Linked DNA regions of Mus musculus: region 1 is linked to region 2. Evidence: chromatin contacts called from public HiChIP or PLAC-seq data. All regions are on one chromosome and are shown on one strand. Each heading gives the region's core, a stretch centred on a gene start, on an enhancer-like site or on the middle of the called end of the contact. The rest is flanking DNA. Distances are from core to core; before and after follow the strand shown.

Region 1 (6,188 bases), core at 1,561-4,060, 190 kb after region 2:
GTAGATATAAATTAGATTTAATTCTAAAACATAATAGAGCAGAGTACCTGAGATTGGATCATTTATTAAAACAAAACAAAACAAACAATCCCATCCCTTTACCTGGTAGTTTTGGAAGATGGGGTCCCAGGTAATGGGGCTGCAAAGGACAGGAGCCTTCTGCAAGGTCCATAGGTGACAGAGCACTGCTTGGTGAGGAAGCAAGAGTGCCTGACAGGGCTCACTCTCTTAAGAAAGCCATTCCTGAATGGCCCACAAGCCTGTTAGTACTCCACGAGGGCAGAGCCCCCAGGACCCATTAATCTTCCAGAGGCTTCCCCTCCAAACAGCATGACTGTGTGACCTTCCAAGACATGACAAACACTCAAGTCATATAACAGGAGCTTGGCAAATGTTTGCTGAGTGAGTTAGTTCACCCTCTGGCCCTGACCTCACCTCATCCTGCCCCTTTTCCATCTCCTTCTCCTCACCTACCTGAGTGCTGTCACACTGGCTGTGACTGCTGTCCTGAGATCTGCAACAGTGGTCACCTAGAGCTCCCCAGCTCCTAAAGGGAGCCCCTTGGTGACAGAAGCCCTGTTGGAGTGGCACCCCAGTCCTTGCTCTCTACTGCTGTCTTCTACAGAGTATGGCTATCATGGACATCAGACTTGGCCATGGAGTAGGTGCAAACACATGCATGTCTGGGTTGCACGTCCAGTTTCTCTGGGGAAGGGACCTGAAAATGGGCATTTCTAGAATGTTCCTAGGGCAGACTGTCACTGCTGGCCTAACAGCTGCACGAATCACTGACCTAGAAAAATACACAGCACAGGCAGGAAGAGAACTTAGTGTATCATCTCTTGAGTTTGCTGACCTCCTGCCTGCTCTCTGCAGGCTTTGGGGATGGGAGGACAGTCACCTCAGAAAGGACTCGGGTGAGAACAGCATGTGCTGAGGCCAGAGCTGTGCAGTGGGCTCTGTCAAGTGAGGAGACCCTAAGTCGTCATCCGTGTTCCCTTTGCAAATCCTGAGAAAGTTAATTATCTGACCTTGAAGCATCGGGTCGCTGACCTTCCATGGACTGGCCCCCACTTGTCCGTCTTACAAAGCACATGATAAATAGAGGCCCAGAGCGATTTCTCTGGGAGGTTTTGTGTCCGTATTTTAATAACCGTTGAGCAGCGCCATGGGAGCCAATTACAAAACTAGGACAGTTCCCCCTCCCACCCTGAGCCACTCAGTGCCTATCTCTGAGAAGTTGTGGGTGGCTAACACTGACAGGTCCGGAAGGGCTCTGACACAGTTTCCCCAAGCAGGTGCAGTGGGAACAATTTGAAACTTTGTTCCAATAAGGCAGAAGTCATGGTGTCCCTGAATCCTGCCCTCCTCTTTAACCAGCTTCCCTGGCTAAAACTGAGTTTCTCTTGGAGTCAAAACATGGCAAGGGGGTGGGATTGGAGGCACCAGCACTGGTAATTTCCACTTCTGTCACCATGCCACCATCCCTGCTCTCTCTGGAGACCCAGGGTGGGATCTATGCTGTCCTGCTGTGCAGGGCCTGAGGTTAAAGTTTGGGAAAGCGCTCTGTCTATGAACTTCTTGGGAATGGTCTCGGCTTCTGGATTTCTTTCCCCACAATGTGAAGGTCCCCATTCTAGATGTGTAACTCCACCCCTCCTCAGAGGCCTGGATCCTGCTGAAATCAAGATGCGGCATCTCTGGTGACCAGATATAGAGTCACCACTAATCCCAACACTAGGTCACTCATGGAATTTTGAGACTGTGGGTCCAGTGACTGCCAGTATTCTGACATGCTGGCTGTACATTATTTCAAATGGCTCTCTCAGAAAGGCTGGTCCAGCCTTGGACTTTGCCAACCATTGTGTCTTTAGAGCTAGGTTCATAGAGCATGCTCAATATACAGTGAATGAATGAATGTTCCTTGTTATGGCAGAAGCATGTTACCTAGCTGGGAACTTTGGCTCCTATCCTGCTGACCACTGTAGGGAAGTGGCTACTGGCCACTTTTCTATGTCAGAATGACTCACCTGGAAGGAAATTACCCTGTTCAAGGCCATACAATGATGGGATCTGGGCTGGGGGCGGGGGGGGGGTCTGTGTTCAGGCCTGTGGGGATGGTTATCCGCTGACAGCTCAGACTCAGATCACTGCAGAGAGCAGGAACCTTGGAAGACATGATCTATGGTGACAGAGTACGCTAGGCAGGCTCGACTTGGAGGTCAGGCAGCATGGGGTGTCTATTGAGAGAGACCTACATCAGTGTCCTTAGAGGGAGAGGGGAGTCCGGGAAATGGTCCTAGGCTGACCTTGGGGAAGGACTAGAAGAAAATGCTTAGTTTCCAGGGCTGGGGAGGGGCCCTGACAGACTGGGCAGAGCCAGCCAGGAAGGGCAATCTTCAATGACCCCCACCAGAATTTATGAGGCAGGTGGCTGCCTTGGTCCTGCTGCTTGGATAGGTTCATCAGGGCTGATGTAAGGAATGAATGAAGATGTCCTGCACTAAGGTGCAGGTCTACTGTGTGGTTAGTGTCTGGTCAGGGGAAGAACAGATGTGACAGGACCCCAAGGGATAAAGTGCATCTGCCTATTGCACAGAGCATTCTGGAAAGCCGTGGGCACCCTGACTCTAGTGGGCTCCCAGGGCTGAGACAAGGGTGGGTGGCAAATCTGCATTCCAGGCTGACTGGGGTCACTCCGGGACAGCGGAGGTTGTGGGAAAATAGAGGCACTTAGCCAGCAGTGCCTCCTCCACACTGCAGGGACTTGGTGTCCTTAAAACCAGGACAAGCCTGCCACCCAGTGCTGTCCTGGATCATAACAGCAGCCTGCAGTGTGGCTGCCACCCTGTGCCTGGCCTGAGAGTGCAGCTACACACTGAAGACTCTGATGACCTAGGGTTACCAACCATTCTCTCCCCAAAGCATGTTTTTACCCCAGTTCACCACTCCAATAGCCCAGAGCCATTCTACAGAAGAAAGGCAGGCATTCAGCCTGGTCCTTCCACTCCTGGAGGCAGTGGCGTTTGCATTAGGTATGGTGTGCCTGGCCATATTTTAAGGTGTTATTCTTATGGTTACTGTATGTTCTGGAATGTTGTATAATGTACAACTTGTTAAAGTCTCTATCTTTTGTTGTTTTGTTTTTGTTCTTGAGACAGATAAACAGCCTGGGCTGGCCTTAAACTTACAATCCTGTGTCAGCTTTCCACATGCTGGGATTAAAGGTATGCCTGGCTTATTCATATATATGTATATATTCAGATATGATGTATGTCATTTATATTCCACAGTAATAGCTAATCATAAAAATATGATAAACATGGCCATGTCTTACATAACAATGTTTCTATATAGGGGACCACCCATGTGTCAGCGCCTCTGTGACATTGTATCACACCTAATGACATCATACACATTTTAGTTTGCACATGTATATTCCTGGATGTTTTCATAACCTATGTCTTAAACGTAGTTATTACTATCACCAGGCCATGTGACTGCGATTAAGACAAAATCTTCACACAGACCCATGACCAAGGAACCCCACCTCACAGATGGCATTTCTGAGATGCAGAAAGGTTGATCCTTGGTCGTGGGTCAGAGTTAGGATCTGCATTTGGGTCCCAGGAAGACAGGAGTCCCTGGGGTCCAGTTCCCTAGCTGCTCTGTCACAGATATGCCCTGTCTTCAGAAGGCCTCTGAAAGAGCCCCGAGAGAGGAGAGTCAGATTTCCCCCACGTAGTCACAGTTTACAAGGAATCCCCTGGACTCAGAGTTACAGTTGGGTGTGAGTCACCAAACTTGTTCTGATATTGAACCCAGGTCCTCTGCAAGAGCAGCAAGTGCATCTAACCACTGAGCCATCCCTCCAGCCCCCTTGACTCTCTCATCGGTAAACCTCTGCTATCCTCTGGCTCCCATTGCTGTGGTTTGGATCTGCCCTGCCCTCCTGTGTGTTAAAGGCCTGGTTCCCAGTCTGGGGGCTACTGGAAGGAGGTGGGACTCTTAACAGGTGGGGCTAGGAGGGAAACAGATCTCTGAGCATGTGCCTGTGGAGGGGCCTGAGGGACACTGGTTCCCCCACTTCTTTTACTTCCCAAGCAGGATGTGAACTATTTAACTTCCTGTATAGAACACTCCCATCATTGCCACCTGGAGCCCTCAAATGAGGCCTGAATGCCATAGAGGTGCCTGGCACAGACTGAGGCCCCCATAACCATGGGCCAACCATGGACCACGTCTTTCTTCATAAGTCAACATCTTAGCCCATGTCATGATGAAGTAAGAGTCCAATATATTCACCCTCAGGATGACTCCCAGATTTCTAAAGCTCCATCTCATTGAAAGTCCTTGTAAGTGGATCTAAAAGTGCTTTGTGCATTGATGCTTGATTGGACGAATTGTGGGCAGGTGGACCAAGCCAAGAGGCCAGAGGGGCAAGTGGAAAGAAGAGAGCAAGAGAGGGAGGAGGGAGAGAGGACAGGGAGAAGAGAGAAGGAAAGGAGGGGGAGGAGGAAAATGAAGGAGGGAGATGGAAGGGGAGAGGAGGGAACTGGTGCTCATGGAACACCTGACCTAGGACCCTCAGCACTGCCTGTGGGTGGCCATCATTTCTGTAACTTGAAGCATGAGGTGACAAGGACTCCTCCTGCACCAACCAGCTGGAAAGTGACATAGCCAAGATTTAAAGGGAGCTTAAATCCTTGCTTCTCAGTGTGGAGTCCCCTGTTTTTCCTCAGTCCCTGGAGGAGGCCAGATGACCATGCCTAGCTCCTGGGCTCCTGTCCAGTGAGGCCTATGTAATCAGACACCTGGCTCAGCCTGGGCCATGCCTGCCTGCCATTCACTGGGGTCACAGACAACTTCCTTTAAGACATGAGATGTTGTGTTTGTGGTGCCCCTGCCCCTGCTCAGCTCTGTGACCCTGTCTGTGCCTGTGGCTAAATCTCTCTGGGTTTCAGTTTTCTCATCTGTGAAATAGGCTCATGTCTTGCAAGGCTCCAGAAGGCAGCGGAATACCCTAAGGCATGTGCACACATTTGCAAAACTGCAGACAGCACTCGGGCCAGCAGCCTCTGAACCATGCTGTAAGGGGGGTAGGGGCAGGGAGGGCTGAGCGCTCCGTCACTGGACTTGACAATCAAAACCAGTTCTGACCACAGCTGACTTTTCTGTAAACCCAGAAGTGGAGAAGAGGGAATACACTCCCATTATCATTAAAATATCAGCACTTGGCTGAGGGGATGGCTCAGTCAGTAAAGCCGGGGCCTGAGGTCAATCCTCAGCGCCCATGTAAAGACAGGAGCAGGGAAGTAGAGATAGGCAACCCCTGGGCCCAGCTGGGCACCAGCCTTGCCTAAGTAGCAAGTTCCAGGCCAGTGGGAGATTCTCTGTCAAAAAATGAGGTGGGCAGTATTCCTGGTGAACAACCCAAGATTGATATCTGTCCTCTACATATATACAGACATGTGGACTAGCACACACATATTTGCGTGCGCATGTGCACACACACACACACACACACACACACACACACACACACACACCAGCTTTCATGGAGGCTAAACATGTCTAGGGCCTTGTTTTATAAGTCATAGAGTCTGTGGTCACCAGATCTGTTACCTTCTATATCTGCCCCTCCCCCATACTGATGGGGACAAAAGGTGACTTGACATTAAAAAAAAAAAAAAAATCAGCCGAGCAATCTAGGACCCTTATCCTGAGGAGCAAAGACCTCATTAACACAGTCAGACTCCTAAGAAAAGTTAATTGAAGTGAACAAAATCTCAGAGAATTTAGCTCTCCTTTTGAGAGACTATTTTTGGCCAAACTGAGACAGAAAGACAAAGAAAGCACACCCAACTACAGAGAAACTAATTTGGAAGCCGTAATGGAGGACAAGCGGCTAGATTTCCTCAGAACCCTGGAGACACGATTAGTTAAGAAATAATTAGGCGCTTGCTGTCCTTGGGGTAACAGAAGCTAAAAACGAAGTGGAGAGACATTGAGAGTCACCAGAAAGGTCGCCGGTTGCTCTCGATAATGTCTCCTTCCCAGATTTGAAGATTTAAGAATTATTTTGCCAAAGACTCATAAAGGCTCCAACAACTGGTCAGAAGAACTTGGAGTGGGAGGAGCTGCAGGAGTTCTAGAGGAGTTCCCTGGGACAATCCAGGGGTCTTGGA
Region 2 (6,591 bases), core at 3,210-5,709:
GACCACCAGACACCAGCTTAATGAAAGGCACTCACTGAAGCCCATTGTTATGCATGGGGCAGGGCCCAGTGGCTTGGGATTCCAGCTCATCTGACTTGCAGGCTAAGATTTCTTCATCTGTCCTGTCTGTGCCCTGACAGCTTGCTTTCTCACTCCCAACACCATGGTCCTTGTCCATGTCTGCAGCTCTCTAGCCCTGTAGAGGGTCCCAGCTTGCGTGTGATACTCTTAAGGCCTTACAACTATGCAAGCCTCCATCACAGGGCTCCTTATTGGACGCTGAGTGCCTTAGCACTCTTGCCAGGGCGGATCCTTGGCTTACTGTATCATCCATTCTTATTATGAGCAGACAGCAGTCGTGGGCAGCGTACAGGTTTGCCCAACTCCTATTGACATCAAAACTGCTAGCCCAGGGCAACTCGTGATAGTGGTGTCTGCTGCAGTAGGTCCTCCCACCCAGTAGGTCCTCCCAACCACACTCTATGATTCCTCCGTCATCCATTCTCATGGTGCCTTGGCAGAACCACACTCTCAGCCAGCTCCTGTTTCCTTTTAGTCTCTTTCATGTTAGTTTGAGAAGTGGGCCCTGCTATTCTTCTGCTGTCAGTTAGAGACCTGAGGCTCTGTCCTCCTTCCTGCAACCTGGCAGTGCCTTGCTTACTCCCCTGCCAGCTATCATCTCTACGTAAGCATCATGGCAGACTGTTCTGCCCAGGGGCCTTTCTCCCTAACTACTTCCTCATCTGAGGCTTCCGTGAGGAAGAAGAAATGGACCTCTGCAGGCCCAAGGATCTGGTTTGGAGGAAGAGCAGGATGGGTCAGGTACCCAGATCCTAGGCTGAGAGGCACCTGCCTCCCACAATGAACTCAGTGCTCTAGGTAATGGTGGGAGAGTCTGACCACCCCAGTGACGTGTGTGTATGTGACACTCAGCTGGGTACTGGCAATGCTGGGAGCTGAGGACAATAGGAGAAGCCTTTTCCTATATTTTTGGGTTCCCAACCCAATATATCCTATATATCCTATATACCCTATATATCCTATATACCCTATATCTCCCATATATCCGATATATCCTATAGGCTGGTAACACAGTAGATAAAATTTTTCTCAATAGTTCACTTTAACCCCCTTGATATAGAGAGACAAGATTTAAGATAGGAGGGGCCGTTTTCCCAAGACCTGTTTCCAACATGGCATCCAGGCCCACCTAGGCCTCTCCTGGTTCCCTTGAGTTCCTGTGGTTCAGGGGAAAGGCTGGGACTGGGATGTACCTGGAACAGTAGCCCAGATCTCCTGAAGTATTAAGAAAGGGGCCAGATATGGGACTCCCTGACACACCCACGCCATGACCTCTGGCCATCAAGGCAAGAGACCCTTCAAGCCCCTCCTCTCCCTTCCTCTCTGTCTCTTCCTCTGACCTTGGACTTGGCCCTTATTTTGCCTGCTGATCCTGATGCTGTTTCTTTGCACACAGCCCTTGACAGTGTCCCAGCTCTCAGACAGCTGCAGGATAAGGTGGGGCAGGAAACCTGACCACAGGTGAGGAGACTCAGAGGCAGAGAGCTGCAATGTGCATCCAAGGTCACACAGGTGGCCAGGAGTGGAGTTGGGTGCTCTTTCTTTGATTCTGAAGGCAACACACTGGGACACTCAGGGTCCACACGGGCCACCATTGCTTCTTTTGTGAGGTCTGAAAGAGCCCAGCAGGGCCTCCCAATGCTCTTAACACGGAGCCCAGAGACAGAAAGCCACCCCTGTTGGGGACAGCGTACCTATCACCTCTCAGGTTTCTGTCTTGGGTCTGACCTCATACCAGAGGGGCTAGATGGCTCACAAAGAGGTGCCAACAGTTCCAGCTGCGTGACCTTGGTTGGTGGCTTCTTGTCTCTCACCTGAGACATGGGGACGCTAAGGATAATTGCACAGAAGTAATGTGTACAGGGCAAAGAGCTCTGCAGATGCTAGCGGGTGTGACATTTACTAGTGTTCCCACTAAGACTGGGTGACGGGAGTGGAGGGCAGGCTGTGGAGGAGGGGTGGATGTCTCAGGCTCTGCACACTAAATCACAGGTAGCTTTTCTGTCCTCATCTGGAGCCAACTTGGAGGCTACTGAAGGAATTCCGGCTTTCAGATGCCACATGATAGTGGGCTGGCTTCCTGGTTCCAGAAAGGGCTAGTGGGCTTTGCCGGCTGCTGGTGGTCTGACCAATGGGCAGCCACTGCACCTACCCCCACCCCTGTCTTCCCTCCCTACTCCAGGCAGCCTTCTCTGCAGACCATCAATCACCACAGATGGCCTTGTTCAGTCCAATCACTGCTCTTCGGGAACATGGGCTGACCCACCCCTCAGGCCTTCAGGAAGCTGAGGTGGCCACTCAGGATCCACAGTCCTTCTGGCCTCATAGTCAGTTCCCCAGGGTCCTCTCCCCAGGGCTCCTAGGGCCACCTTTGCTTCTTGAAGCTGAGAGGGCAACATAGTGTCTGCAGAGGTGCAGCAGCTATGCCCACTGCTGTCTTACATGTGACTCTGTCATTCACCTGTGGGCACATTCCAGGGCACTGTGTTGACAGGCATTTGGGTCCTATGCACCTGTCAACTGCACTCCTGGGGCATCCCACATGGGTATATAGTACACCAGGGTAGCTGCTGCAGGTTCCTGTGTGTGTGAGGGCTGCAAGCATGTGGGGGCAGGCTATACTCACTGGGGTGTGCATAGAACGGGGTCTTAAGAAGCCAGAGATGCATGCTGTGTGCACAGAGGCCAGATCTCATCTGTTGGTACAGGCATTGTGTGTTCACATGTATGATCTGAACATGTATGATGCACTACTTGTGGGTTCTCTATTAGTCCATGTGTATGCAGGAGTGAATCTATGCACAGGCATGCACCCTCGCTCACGACTGGGTTGTGAAGGTGGATAAATGGGAGGCCATTAGCATCCTCTCCTAGTCCTCCTCCCTCTGCGGACTCCCCAGACCGCAGCCCCTCCTTGCCACTGCTCCTTCAAGGAAGTTACCAGGCGGAAGCCCCAAGCTCAAAGGCCTGCGCTCCAAGCCCCCTCCTACTGCACACGTCAAAAGAGAGAATTTCTCCGGATGGCAACCGCCCGCTCTGGGAAATGCCCCAAACGTCAGCTCTGCCTCCTCCTAGCGATGTGGAGAGCAATGCCCAGTGGAGGGGAGCCCCTTCTACACTGCTAAGGCTCAGCCTCACAATGAGACCCTCTACTCTCAGCTCTGCTGGTGACTGGCCTACTCACTTACCCTTCTGAAGGTCGAGCCAGGCTCAGCCTTTGAGGGGACCTCCCTTGACGGGGGTCGGCCAGCTGAAGGGTCCCCTCCCCACTCAGTATGTGGAGCAGAGGTCAGCTACTTGGCTTAAAGGGGGTGGCTGCCAGCACCTGACGACCATAGGAGGGAGGTTCAGGTCCTGCAGGGAGGCAGGGAGGAGCCCCAGGTGTCTCAGTACTCAGAGGGGCCACCTAAGCAAGCAGGCTGATGAGGAGCTGTGCTTCCGGGCTTAAAGTGCCAACTCCACCATCCATCTAGCATGACTGCTGCAAAATGGCCTGGCCACCCACTCTTGCCCCTGCCTGCCACGGAGGGGACTTGGGACACATCCCTGCCACCACCTGCCTGGCTCTCCTCATCCAGTAGATCCCTGTATACAGCAGCCCACCATCAAAGAGACCCTTCATAGGGGCCTCCCCTTGCAGCTTTCCTGGGACACCTTCCAGTACTCTATGTCTCCCAGGGACCAGGCTCAAGAGGAGACTGGTGTCCCTGCTGACCGGCTGCCACCACTAGCCCTTGCATAACATCCTGGGGGCATGTGCAGTCTGGAGGCCACCAGCATCCACCTGAGACCCTGCATCCCCTCCTACGGGGCTCTTTGCTCCGGTCCCCAGCCCCCACCCCAACCCCTCACCCTAGAGTGTCCCTCAGCCCGGGCTCCCAAGCATCCCCAGCTGCCTCCAGATAAACAAGCCAAGCTCCTACCACCCCCCTCCTCCCGCCGCCACCATCAGCACTGGGGGAAAAAAACGGGAAATGCAATCAAATCAAATCAAATCAAAATAGGTGAGGGAGGAAGGGGAGAGCGGGGCCGGGCGCTTTTTATTTTTTATTTTCTCATGCTTGGATGAGGGGAGAGATGCCGGTTACTTACTTGGCTAAGGCAATCGCCAGCGATCGGTTCGGGTTCCAGGCGGGCAGCCCGTAATCGCGGTGCGGCAGCTGGCGCCGCGCTGAGCCCAGCCCGCGCGCCCGGTCCCTGCGCAGACTGTACCATCGCTCCCGAGGCTGGGGGGGAGGGGGGGCGCGGCCGCCGGGGGAGGGGCGCGAGCGCGGACCGAACCACCCCGCGCCTGGGAGCGCGGCTCTGGGCATCGCTCCCACGGGACGCATCCGCGGCCGCCCGCAGAGCCCTAGGGAGAGGCCCGTTCCCCTCGCACAGGAGGCCGTGTCAAGGGCACGCGAAGGGGAGGGTCAGAGCCCAGCCCAGGACGAGCAAGGGGGCGGTGAGAGCAAAGGAGGAGGCATTGTTTTTATGTGCCTTCCCTAAGTCACTTCCTACTTTGTTAGATAGGGTCGGGGCTTCCAGGCTCCCTGGATGCAGACAGGATGGCTCTATACCTGGAAGAAAGACTGCACAAGGGAGAACACCTAAATGCACCTATGGTGACAGGGTCTATGGAACAGACTCTCCAGCCAGCTGCTGGATGTCACTGTCTACACCCCTCTGCAGCCCCACAAGCTGCCTGGGTGTGCTCACCTGCTCCAGGGTGGGGATGGGTCCAGTCAGGAGAACCCTTGAAGAGGCCATTTCTCTGTCGGAGTGTTAGCACATTCCCAGTATCTGCCAAGGTATCTGTGAGGAGTTGGGGGTGACCGCACTGGACTAGTGCGTCTGTGGAGTCCAGAGTGATCCCATTTTGGAGTCCGAGGGAATGGACTCTCCCATCCAGCTGCTCACTACCTTCTCTCTCATCTCACAGGGCAGACCTGTGGACTCCTCTTTAATTCCAGACAAGGTGGGGCTAAGGCCCGGATAGCCAGGTGAGGGAGGGGGGTCTCATTGAATGAGGTGTCTCTCTCTCACTTCCTCCACTAGCCAAGGTGCCCTGTGGCCATGCCTCCCCACACCTCAGGAGTGGCGTCCTGCTTGGATGTGTGTGGCCTATAGAAGGACCTTCAAGGCCGGCATGGTGGAACACCTGTCAGCCTGAGTGGGTGCAGGAGGGGCAAGGCAAGGGGAGGGGAGTGCCCTTAGAGCCAGGTCCAGAAAAAGCTGCCTCCCTGCCTCCTTCCCCACCCCCATCTCTGCCCACCTAGGAGCCGCCCGCCCGTCTTTCCCAGCGAGCGTCCTGTTGCTGCTCCATCTCCGCCTGGCACGGAATATCAATTTGTCTCGTTAAGCTGAAAGTCTGCACTGCACCAAATTCAGAACCCGCCACACAGAGGGGCCGAGGAAGGAGAGAGCCAGAGCAGAACCCAAGGCAGGGAGGGCCCTTGAGCAGGACCACACCACCATCACCAACTGCTAGACAGTTCAGAGGGTCCCATATACCCCAGCCAAGCAGGGTCTCTCTCTCTCTCTTCTCTCTCTCTCTCTCTCTCTCTCTCTCTCTCTCTCTCTCTCTCTCTCTGTGTGTGTGTGTGTGCGCGCGCACATGTGCATAAGGGGTGGGGTGCTAAGACTCTAAGGATGTCCACCAGGCCTGATGGTTGCCCATGTAACACCTTCCTAGGGTTCCCATGGGGCAGCCCTGGGCCTCATGTCAATAGACCAAGCTGGAGCCCCTCAAAACAGCCTTATCTCTGTTTCCTCTTGAAGCTGTAGATGGGAATATCACCCCTCCTGGGGTTATTCTGGACGCATCTTGGTAAGACTTCTAAGTCACCACGGTCCCTATGAATCCCTCCCCAGGACCAAGCTGGGAGGCTGTAGGCCAACCTGCCCCCACCAGGTTAGAGAAGCCATTAAGGCCCAATGGTTCAGGGAGGCAGGCCCAGAGGGCATCAGGTGAGAGGCCTCTGCAGCCCACTGTGTGTGCAGGAGCCTGCCACTGTGCTTCCCTACCTCTGGGGCAAGATACATTTTCCCCTAGTGAACAGAGAACCCTGGCAGGAGTGGGGGGACTGGCTGGGGCCCACTGATTTCCACAGTTATGTCCTCTCCTATGTCAGATACAGAGCCTCCTACAGATTAGGAAACCACAGCTCCTTGCACCCTAGGGACTACTGTGAACACTTAGAGGGGAAAACTGCATGTGGCTGTCGGGGGTAAGTTACACAGCCACCTGGATAAACTGTCCCTGTGACTGAGGTTGTGAGTCCCAAGCCCAGGCTGCCTACAAGTAGGGGGTATGCTCCGCAGGGACCCCAGTACTTATCTACCTCAAAAGACTGACCTGGAACTGCCCGGTGACTTCCATGGAGACATGCTGGCTTCACTCACAGACGCTCAATCACTTGCAGATTTTTGCTTCTTGGAGTCCAAGACCAGCATCTAACAGAAATGGACCCAAATAGCTATCTCTTTGGCAAGCCAGGCTCTGTGTCCTTCCATCTTTGAGTGTGCATC

Evidence for each region. HiChIP or PLAC-seq counts read pairs in DNA pulled down with a chosen protein or histone mark.
Region 1: an H3K4me3 HiChIP or PLAC-seq map of forebrain shows a contact between it and region 2, with 5 times the contacts expected there. The contact joins the enhancer-like site here to the promoter of Atp2b2 in region 2. A contact is called at or near these places in 1 of 15 datasets of contacts at CTCF or cohesin (pro-B cells), 9 of 484 Hi-C or Micro-C datasets (8-cell embryo, B cells, bone marrow-derived dendritic cells and 5 more), 6 of 115 datasets of contacts at active chromatin or transcription factors (embryonic forebrain, embryonic midbrain, embryonic stem cells and 2 more) and 2 of 9 other capture datasets (embryonic stem cells and pancreatic islet).

The regions. Positions count from the first base shown.
Region 1 is chr6:114,073,996-114,080,183 of GRCm38.p6, forward strand. No RefSeq gene overlaps it. Among named protein-coding and RNA genes, the nearest start is that of Gm36023, 17 kb to the right of the region's middle. Within about 2 kb of position 2,811, at least 16 of the 459 cell types and tissues checked have an H3K27ac peak or open chromatin away from gene starts, as enhancers often do. A contact at or near this core is called in cerebellum, cerebral cortex and cortical neurons, where this site is marked.
Region 2 is chr6:113,887,080-113,893,670 of GRCm38.p6, forward strand. Atp2b2 (ATPase, Ca++ transporting, plasma membrane 2) reads right to left here and starts at 4,460. Exons shown (of 20, transcript NM_001036684.3): 1 at 4,174-4,460.